2 separate regions of the Mus musculus genome follow, and region 1 is linked to region 2. The links are chromatin contacts, called in public HiChIP or PLAC-seq maps. All regions are on one chromosome and are shown on one strand. The core of a region is the stretch at or near the end of the contact, and the rest is flanking DNA. Distances in the headings are between cores, read along the strand shown.

Region 1 (5,790 bases), core at 1,786-4,285, 200 kb after region 2:
TTAAAATCAAACGTTCTGACACAATCCAGAGTATAAGACATGATGTTTATGTGCTAAGGAATTAGGATAGGGATATATTACATATCTTTGTTTTCCATAATTAAACCATTATGTTTCTGTAGGAGAAGAAAGTATAATGAAAAAAAATTACTGAGACCCATAGCACAGAGCAGTGTTAGATCTGAGCCATGGTGTTTTAGATAACCTTGCTTGCATTGTGTGGCTGGCATGCCAGTGTGTACAGAACACAGGATGTATTCAGGACCAAGGCTGAGGCGAAGTCCCATGACGTAACGGAAGTGAAGGTTGCCAGAAATACCTTAGATTCACAGCATGCTTGATTCGGGATTAATTTTTGATCATTGCATGACAGAAGCCCTTAACTCTCGCCAAATTTTCATACCCACCCACATGACCCTCACATTCTATGACCCTACACGGAGTCACCACCCCCAACATTGTTAATTACGTGTGTATTGTGGTACATTGCATCTCTGGAATGTTTTCGGTTTGCACGACTGAAACTCCGTTCCCAGTTCCCTCCATGCTCTAGTCCCTAGCAGTCGTAGTTATGCCTAGTCCCTGCAAGTCTGACTTTTTCAGTAAATGGAGTCATACATTTATCTTTTTGTGACTGGCATATTTCATTTAATATCCATTTAACACAGGACAGGACATCCTTCTCAAGGATGCATAACACTTCACTGTATGAATATACATGCCTTTTAGAAACACGTTTATTGTTCAATGGCATTTACATTGCTGTCTCACTAAGGCTGTAATGAGCAAACTAACCCCACAGTTTGGATAAGGATTGTACAACGCCTGCATGTTAGCTGATGAAAGCTGTTATGGGTGGAGCCTGGTGGAGGACTCCACATTTCACTTGGCGGTTACGGTCACCGGCAGAATTAGCCTTCTCCTGTCTATGCCCTTCCCTGGCACAGTGAGATGGGCAGCTGTCTCCATCGGGTGCTTCTGCAGAGACGTTCTGCCTCCATGGGGGCCCAAAGCAGGAATAAGAAGAAAGAATGTGTGGACTCCTCTAAAACCACGCCCCCAAGTAAATCTCAATTATGAAAATGTCACACATAAGACCAGGCTGTGGGCAAGCCTGTAGCAGGCCTAACTATGACTCTTGGATTCTAGGATCTTCGTTCTTATAACCAACGTAGTCTCTATCTACCCCTCTCCTCTTAGCCCATTTCTAAAAGTTTCTTCGTGCAAACTGTTTCTTGTCAGGTCTCCCCCTCCCCCACACCACAAAGCTGGGCTGTAGTCTTTCTCTTTTCTCTCCTCCCTTTCTCACCTGACTTTGTCAACCCAGACTGGTTCAATCCAGTGATCCTTCTGCCTCAACCCAAGGTTCTGCTTTTCCCTAAACCACAGCAGACTGTGTCACAGCTGTGACTCAGAGTTACAGTCGCAGCCTACAACACCGTTCAATGCCTGTGGTAGCTGAGGGTAGCTTTAAATTACCTCTGAAAGGTAAAGGATGATCTATCAATGACCTTTGCTGTGAAGCCCGCTGCTTCTGTTTGTTTATGGATATTTATAAGGGAGGAAGTGCAGTGTCCAGGGTGTTTTCTCTGTGGCTTCCCTCTTCTTCGTGATCAATCTGTTATTAGACTGATAACCCGCTGCAGCACCAGGGCAAGTGGGATGGCTGCTCTTGAGCACCATTCTCTTCTCTTTGATGAAGCACTGCTGGGAGGCACACTGGCTCCGGACCGTGGGGAAACCCCTGTCTTTAGGATATAACCCCACTGGCATCACTTTTGCCTTGGATACTCCCAACCTTGGAAGGACTGACCCAGAGTGTAGAGAACTGGAGGGTTCCGTGAAAGGGCTCCATGTAAGTCTATTAGACCATCGGTGAAGTGTCAGATGCCCTTCTACAAAACATGGTGTAAGTGTAAGGGGCTTTTCTGTGCGGCAGGAATTAATTGGGTGCCAAATGTAAAAGGGTGAGCTTTTCTATGCCTGCCCTTGCTTTGAATAATGACACAGAGACCTGGTATATTTATTGAAAACTTCAGGCACTGAGCTGGGCAGATTCTGATATTCTAACTGGACTGTGCTGGTCTGGACTATTTTCCAGCCACAGGGCATTCCTGCCATCTTGGTCTCCCTCTGGCTTTCCTCAGTCCTGCCCTCTTGGCATCTCTTCCCCCATCTGATACCCTCTGCCTTCTCTCTCTGGGCACAGAAGGCTCTCTTATCCTCTCCAGCCCAGACATAAGCTGACCAGCTCTTTACTGACCAGTCAGAAGATGGTGGACAACCGTGTTTTACAAAATCACGAAATGTCATGAAAAGCTTCATAATAATAACAACACCGGAGCCGGGCATGGTAGCACACGCCTTTAATCCCAGCACTCAGGAGGCAGAGGCAGGTGGATTTCTGAGTTCAAGGCCAGCCTGGTCTACAAAGTGAGTTCCAGGACAGCCAGGGCTATACAGAGAAACCCTGTCTGGAAAAACAAACAAACAAACAAACAAACAAAAATAATGACAACACCCAGGGCCAGGCTGCAGCCAGAAATCAGCATGTGACTACACAGTGCACAAACACCTCCCCCAACAACAAGGATTAGAGAAACCGGGGCGAAAATAATATCCTCCAGGTGTAGAGCGCTCAATTTGTGACTACTTCTCAACGACAAGATATTAAGTTTCTATGGTGTTCCAGTTCCTCCAGAGTACTGTGTACTTAGTAGTTGCATGGTGCTGTACTTGATGCTCAGTAACATCCTTCCACTAACTTCTCACCAAGTGACTCACGGCTGTCTTTCTCAGTAAGGAAATTAAAGCTAAACTCTCTGGTCCTGGGAAGATAGAGGATTGGAAGACCGGATATCGGAAGTAAGTAATCAGCCGTCTTAGCCTCAGCTCTGGTCTTCTGCTTCCATTTACTTCCACGGCCAATCATTCTTAAGAAGAGTTCTAGTTTCAGGTCACCTCCCTTCTGAGCCTTCTGAGCTGAGTCGGTGGCCACAGTGTCTTATTGGTGTGTGGCCGCCACCTACTGGTCACGATATGCAACTGCAAGAGTGGGCAGGATGTGTGGATCCCTAGCGCGTGTTCAAGGTGATTGGGGTTCTTAGCTCTCCTCACCCACACACCTAGGAAAGGCTACAAGAGGCCTGACTTACGGTCGGTCGTAAGAGGGGGGAATGGATGGCTAAACGTGACGTATTCCGACATTGAATAATAAGGTATAGATGTGCAATCATGCACGGTGTACCGTGACAGCACCACGTTCCGTAAATGCACAGCGTTTAAAAGTTGCCTTCCCCTGAATGAGTGAGTGTGAAAGTCACACCCAACGCCTGCTACACATTTGCTAACCCGTATTAATAAATCCGCCAGTGATCCGTGGTTCCTGTGCAGTCACAGATAAGGTGTCTTATCTGGGTGATTCTGGAATGACCGTAAGGTGCTTGGTTTTCCCGTAACCAAGTTAAATAAACACAAGTGAAACTAAGAGGGTGTGCTCAGCAGAGTTAATAAGCAAGTGAATCTTCCGTAAGCCATGTTGGGATAACTAGAATAAAGAGTGTTGGGGCCAGCGAGATGGCGGCATGAGTGAAGGCACTTGCCACCAAGCCTGACAGTGAGAGTCAATTCCAGGGACACACATCGTGGAAGGGAAGAATCAACTCCTACAAGCTATCCACTGACACACACACACACACAAACACACACACACTCACATATACACTCACACACATATCACACACACACATACACGCACACACATACACACACATCACACACACACATCACACACACATATACAGTCACACACACATCACACACACATACACATTCACACACATCACACACACACATCACACACACATCTCACACACACATTTCACACACACACATCTCACACACACATTTCACACACACACAGCACACACACACAGCACACACACATCTCACACACACACACACATCACACACACACACACTCCTCTTTCAATTAATAAATGTAATCATTTTTCAGAAGTTTAAAAAACTAGAGCTATAAACAGCAGGTAACAACGCTTTCCCACAGATGAGGGTGTGGGAATGCCAAGCTTCTGCACACCTTACTGATACCAGGGCATCCGCTTCTGGACCCAGAGAAGGGGGTCCTTCTAGTGCACTTTTGTTGATGCCATTTGGCCAGTGGTATTTGGTTAGGGTAGCCCAAATTGCAAATGAGGCCACCAGGCCTCCCTCTGGCCTCTTTCCAACCAAATTGTTTTCCCTAACCTGCTCATGATAGAAATTCTGGCATGGCACCCCTACAACTTGACGATCATCTGCTGTTTGCCGGTATAACCTGATGCAGTGGAGCTCCGAGGTGAGCCATTCCAGGATCACGGAGCAGAAAGACATCCAGATCAAAAGTTGACGAGCTTAGAAGAGGATCCACACGGGACAGACAAGGGTCATGGGGCCTGAATCCTGAGCCATCCAAAGATCGTCTGTGCTGATGCTCTTAGCCACCTCAGCCCTGGAGGTCGCATGAATGTGAGACTGAAGTTTGGTCAGACACAGCAGGTGTCTACAGACATCAGAGGTAGAAGGTTCCTGGAGATTACAAGCTAAGGATCGAGGTGCCAGCAGCAACAACAACATACATACAAACTGTGTATGTGGAGAGCAGTCAGCCACTCACCTTCTTGCTGAATCTTCATGGGACCTTTCCTAGCTGTGTATGGGTGGACAGAGAGGAAGGACGTTGTCTATGCCTCTTATTATGGAAACAATTTCATTTTGAAAGCCTGTGCTTTTTGTAGCTTTGATCTTTGGCTCATTTTTTTCTCTGTTTTTATTGCATTGTAATTATTATTGTTGTGGTTGTTTTTTTCTTCTTAGATGACTATTTTCTAATGAGAGAGAGAGAGAGAGAGAGAGAGAGAGAGAGAGAGAGAGAGCAAGAAAAAAAAAGGCGTGGATTTGGATGGGAAGAGTCTGGGAGGAGTTTGGGAAAAAAAACCTACTTTTTTCAGTTAAAAAACTAAAAATTAAAAAACCAAAACCATCTCCACCACCACAAGAAAAACCACCCTGACCAAAAGCAAGGTAAGAAAAGCAGCGTACGGAGGAAAGGTTGGCCTTCACTCTCAGCTCCAGGCCACCGCCCTTGGTTAGAGGCAGTCAAGGCGTGTCCTGGCCTGCAGCGTGTTCTAAGGCGACCAGAGAGACTTCATCCAGGACCTGGTGGGGGCAGATGCAGTCTCAACAGCCCACATTAAGTAGCAGAGGATGACAGAGAACTCCCGACCTTCCAGTTGCCGCCCCAGCTCCCAAGCTCTTGAATTCCAGGCAGGCTTCATTCCAGGGTGCTAAGGACACAGGGCTTTGTGTGCTAGCAAGTACTGAGTGTAGAGAGAACAGCTTGTCTATTGTATAGATGCACTATCACCTGTGAGTTAAAAAGCCTGTGGCTTAGGAGGGAAATAGAAGTGGAACATCAGGAGAAGAGAGAATTCTGGGAGAGAAGGAAGTGGGGAGATTCACTGGGAAGATGTGACAAGCCAGAAGCATGGTACCTGAGCACAGGTAACCAGCCATGTGGCAGAATGTAGGCCATAAATGGGATATTTTATGTTGTATCTAGTCAGAGAAAAGCCTAGCTATATGGCCAAGGTATTTGTAATATGTATTTTGAATCTGAGTCTTATTTCTGTGAGCATGGGGCTGGAAGGAAGAACCAGGGCCTAACTTAAACACCTGAGCAACTGAGCAATATTCCCAGTGTAGTGCCTGGCAATGTATGTGTGTATGATG
Region 2 (5,354 bases), core at 1,078-3,577:
GCTAAGAGACGAAATATTATTGAGACTGGAAGTATGAGGCACCCCAAAATTGTCTATCGCAGAATCAGGCATGAATTCTGTGAAGGAACAACAGCTAAACCCAAAAGACCAGCTGCTGCAGCGTCCAGTTCATCTTGAGGATTTCAGTCAGAAATACTCTGGTGTGTGTGCGTGTTTGTGCATGTGTGTGTGTGTGTGAGAGAGAGAGAGAGAGAGAGAGAGAGAGAGAGAGAGAGAGAGACTTCAATGAATGAATTTCAACCATGTTGCACATAACCACGTAACTGTGTACGATATAGGAAGCGCAGATCTCTAGAAGACTCTCCCAGACTGGAACTATAGAATAAAGCAGGTCTGATGAAAAGCTACAAAGCCTGTGTGTTGGAAAATGCTCAAACATAACTTGCATACAGGAGATTCTTAGACTGTGAACCATGCAGGAAGCTAAGAACTTCTGTTGCTCAGAAAACAGGAAGCTGACAACCATTTGACCTCTCCTGCTGCAGGAACATACTGCTTGCTTGTCCAAGCGGGGCATGCCTTGACTATCATTCATGGCCAAATGCTCATGAATTCGTTCATAAAAATGGGTATTAAGAGAACAAAAACAAAGGCCTGAAAATACCCATCTGTCTCAAGAACGTGACTGCACCAAGATGGCGGCAGCTGCCAAAAGCACTCCTGGAGCCAAGGAATTCTACTTCCACAAAGGTCAGCGTCCAACTCACTGATATTACCCTGACTGGTAGCTGCCGCCTGACATGCAAAATCAGCTCTTTCCATTTCCAACACTTACACGAGCGCACGCAACGTTCAAAAAAAAAAAATAGGACAGCAAAACATTTGGCGTGAGGACATGATGGAACTTGAAGACAATGGGCCCTCCCACTACCCGCCCTATGTAAAACAACTGAAGGTGTGCTGGAAATTCATCAACCAACACCCAAATCTGCTCTTCACTTCTATCTTCAGCGCATCATTTTAATACCAGGGAATTGCCAACAGATGTCACGCCAAGCTGGCTTGGCTGTTAACCGTAAATATATACACCTTTGTTAGGATTTAAAGAAAGTGTTTACAAAGAACAGCCTCTTGGACTACTGTGTTACTTCTAAGTCCAGATAAGCTTTGCAGCAACAATAGGACACAGTACTGTAATGGCTTTAACTTACTTATCTTGTCAGGGAAAGCTCTGGACATGTGTTAGTTAAACCATCACCCTGTCCTCACAGAGAATTCTGAACTATTAAAATACCACCACCCTCCCCAGCCCCCAGGTCTCTCCCAGTCCCAGCATTAAACTTCTCCCCACCTCAGTATCCCTAGCTGAGTCTAAGACTTCAAGGATTTCTAAAGCAGGTAGCTACTGTTGCTCAACTCTCAGGCTTCTTGACTTCGTCAACAGCATCGTACTCTCCTCTGAAACGCCACGCATGCTTCAGGATGTCATTATTTCTTCTTTCAATATCTGCCTCTTTCCATTCCTCCACCTTGCCTGGTCTCCAGGTTCAAGTGTCTCCCTTCTATGGTGTGGGCCTCGCCACTCCAAACTCTACCCTCATAAGGACGGCCTTCATCCCCCATCACTAGGTCAGCCATTCCTAAGCCAAAACCACACCTAAGCCCCGATGTTTCTCCCCCTCAATGCATCCAGCTGGCGGCCTTCTCCAGCTCAATGTTGCCAATGGGCATCACTGTGAAGTGTTTGGGCTGTAGGAGGGGACAGGCTCCATGCCTTCTTGCTTCAAGGGTTTAACATGAGCCAATTAATAGCTTCTCACAAATTCCAGTGTAAGCTTTGCAGACTTACAATGTAAGTTCACAACTGTCAAACATGCATATATTTTAAGTAAAAGCTACTTTTGCGACTCTCAGTTTTTAATACTTTGGAGATCCTCTGTTGAGTTCCAGGCAACAGAAGTTGGGCCATCTTGGTGGCGAGTTGTCCCAAAGGCTGTGCTGACCTTCCCAGCTCTGAGGAGCTGTTATTACATCAAATAACTTAATCAGAACACAAACTGTTCTTAGATTTCTGCAGAGGTAATTAAATAACAATTCGATGCCAATTAATCACAGTCAAGTAAGAAGTCTGTGAGAGGAGAACTCTCTACACACTGGAGACTATTTAATGGTCAAATACTTGGCAAGCCCTTAGTTAAACAATGAGTCATTAAACCTCCTTTGCCACACAATGGCTAAGCTAAACTCAACGTGAAAGAATCGAAACTCCTTTGTTCTCCCATAAAAAGACATCAAACCTCTGTGCGTGATATTCTTTTCTCCCTCACTTAGCAGGCTGTTCGACTGCATGATTCACCATGTATTCAGCTGCTCCTATGCCCAGAGGCGTCTGCAAGTCCGCCCAGAACACGACAGCCGGCAACGTTTCTCTTCCCATCTGGATGCATGCAGAGCTGGACAGCAGACTCCACCTACCTGGATGCTGTGCTCGCAAAGCCCAGACTCAGAACCACCGTCCACCGTGCCCCCTCTCCTCAACACACACACACAAAGAAGCTGGGACCATCTCCACAGAAGGAAGTGATTTCCCGCTATACAAACCCACACAACTTGCCAGCCCAGCAAAAACCCATAGGACAATTTTGGTTCCCTGTGCCTCCCTTATCAACAAGGCTCTTTGAAATTAAATGTCCCATTATAACACAGTTTCCACTGAAAACCCACCGACCCACTTCCAGTTTGGCTGATAATTGCCAAAGGCTGCTGAGCACAGCTCAGGACTCTTAAACTGCTCTGCAAGTTCATTTCTTCCTGTGGAGAGAGCCTCAGGCAGAGAGAGAGCCACTGCTGGGCATCTGCTGTGGAGGGAAGCCCCAGGACTGGAAGCATGCTCACCTATACTCGGGGCCACAAATGCTGCTGCCTATTTAAAGCAGAACCTTTGCACATCATCGTATATTTGGATCTGAGTTAGCGATCTCAGAGGTAGACAAGGATTCCAGTGGGTTCCAGGCTGTAATACCGCATAGGGATCCACTTGGTGGGGGATTTATCAACACATCACATCTATTTGCCTTAGTCTAACCCAAGCATAATCAATCACTAGGTTATCACTGGTTTTATCGTGAAGGTAAAAATAAAATTCAGTGGTAGTGTGTTTGGACATGGAGGAGGTCCTGGGTCCCACTGGTAAAAACGTGGAAATAAATACGTTAATTAAATTAAAATTTCAAAAACTAACTAAATAAAAATTATAGTTCTGTTCACTGAAGAAGAGAATATGTACTAAGAAATTTAGTGGAAAAGGCATATAATATATGTGTGTGTGTGTGTGTGTGTGTGTGTGTGTGTGTGTGTGTGTGTGAGTGAGTTCATACCTCAAAATTGCATTCATTAAAACACATCAAAGCTAATTAGATATAACATTATTTAAATGAAAAAGTTAGGAAGTCTCATAGAAAATTTATTTTAACTCCACTTATACTGAATAATGGGAAATACAGTCCCCCTTTCACTGGCTCTTGTGTGCAAAATACTGAAATTATATACAGATTATTATAACAGTAAACATAGGATATACTTACTAGGTATTTACTTTATCATATGTATACACACACACATATATATGATAAGGTAAATATATAATATAATATAATATAATATAATATAAAATAATATATAATATAAATATTAAAAAGTAAATATATAAAGTATATACACACACATATATATATATGAGTATATGTGTGTATATATATATGTGTGTGTGTGTGTGTGTGTGCGTGTGTGTGTGTGTGTAAATTGTGAGGCAAACACTGTGACATCTTCACACCACAGTAAAAATTAAAGCATCAGAGAACCTTCCATGTGAAACTGAAACTGTGACCTCTTGGCTGTGAACTCCTCAATTTGTTTTATGTTGCCTCAACAGTGCCTGATGTGAGCATCCCCGAGTGTGTCTATTTCTCAGCTAAGCTATGACATAAAATGATTTCAAGGAGGGGGAAAAATTCACACCGAGTCTAACATAAACACACCGTGGCAAAACAAATTTTCCTGCAAATATAAGCAGTTTTACAGTCTATCAAAGTGGTGCCAAAAGTAGATTTATGTGTATTAAAGTGCTGACGGGGACCGAACGTTCCAGCAATAAATACAGCTCGTTGTAAACCAATCGTCAAATCAATAAAGTCATTAAAAATAGACCGCATTCTTCAAGGAAATGGTGGGGTTAAGCAGGGAGGGAATCTTTGCTGGTGATGGTGGGCGTATCGTCAGACACAGCTGTCGATTAACCGGCCTGCCCTGCATCTCCTCCATGGGCCTGCGAGGCAGCATGCTTTCGGCCTTATCTCCCACCATGTGCCATGTAAACTGCCATACAGCATTTCCTGATTCCCCACAGGCATCTTATAAATACAAATAAGAAAACACACCCTGGATTTTTCCTCTCGCTGTCTCCTTCCCTGCCCCAGACTGACAGAATATTATCACTATTGTAGCGTCTCCCACGCTGGCCCTGGCCTGTTGGTCCAGAATGCTCAGCGATTATAATATCCATTTATCTAAACTGCCAACTCGTAAGAAAATTCAGGTGGGGTACATGCCACTTAAATTAATTTACTGCTTGAAAAAGACTTCTTATGGCAATCCTGTCAAAAGAAAGCAGGAAAGGTGTTGAGAGACCGTGAATACATCTAAATACAGTTTGCATTTGATCTAAATTTCAAGCATGGGGCAATAAAAGAAAAAGGCACGGGAAGGGAATGTGGCGAGAGGAGACGGAAACCCCACACACTCCCAATAAAGGAACCCAGGGTCCCTAGCGCTTGCTGCTGGAGACCCACTGCCTCAGGGGACCTAGCTCACTCCCATCACTGAGGGCACCAAGAGGCACCACATCATCTATTGACTGAAGAAAAGCTTCTGCACAGCACTTCACAGCCTAGAGGAAGGATACTGTTAAAAGCCAGGAACTGCCAATGTGGGGATTAGAACGTTGGTAGACTATTTGGTGGGTAAGATACTGTGATGACTCCAGAAAACAGGAAACATACCGTAACTCTTATGATTTATCAATTCTGTTTCTGCGGAGACACCCAAAAGAAACATAGCCAAGAACACAGACTCAGGAACGAAGGCCCAAGCTGCACCTAGGCAGACAAAGAAGGCTGGCCCACTGAGGGCAGAGCGACCAGAAGGACACTAGTGGCGCCCGAACCACAAAAGAACAAGTGAGACTCCGTTCTGCATCCTTTGCTGCAGAGCAGGGGTTGCAAAGCAGCAGCAATTTTCCTGCCTCGAAAACACATCACAGAGTCCGTACTCCAGGGCCCGCTGCACGCCTGCCTTCCCGTGCCTTGCAAACACCACCAAGTTAAGATGCAAAATAT

What was found. HiChIP or PLAC-seq counts read pairs in DNA pulled down with a chosen protein or histone mark.
Region 1: a FOXA1 HiChIP or PLAC-seq map of pancreatic cancer cells shows a contact between it and region 2. The contact joins two enhancer-like sites. A contact is called at or near these places in 2 of 115 datasets of contacts at active chromatin or transcription factors (embryonic stem cells and pancreatic cancer cells).

The regions. Positions count from the first base shown.
Region 1 is chr14:118,765,201-118,770,990 of GRCm38.p6, forward strand. No RefSeq gene overlaps it. Among named protein-coding and RNA genes, the nearest start is that of Gm22379, 7.1 kb to the right of the region's middle. Within about 2 kb of position 3,036, at least 21 of the 459 cell types and tissues checked have an H3K27ac peak or open chromatin away from gene starts, as enhancers often do. A contact at or near this core is called in pancreatic cancer cells, where this site is marked.
Region 2 is chr14:118,564,209-118,569,562 of GRCm38.p6, forward strand. All of the region lies in intron 19 of Abcc4 (ATP-binding cassette, sub-family C (CFTR/MRP), member 4), which reads right to left. Among named protein-coding and RNA genes, the nearest start is that of Mir6391, 26 kb to the right of the region's middle. Within about 2 kb of position 2,328, at least 96 of the 459 cell types and tissues checked have an H3K27ac peak or open chromatin away from gene starts, as enhancers often do. A contact at or near this core is called in pancreatic cancer cells, where this site is marked.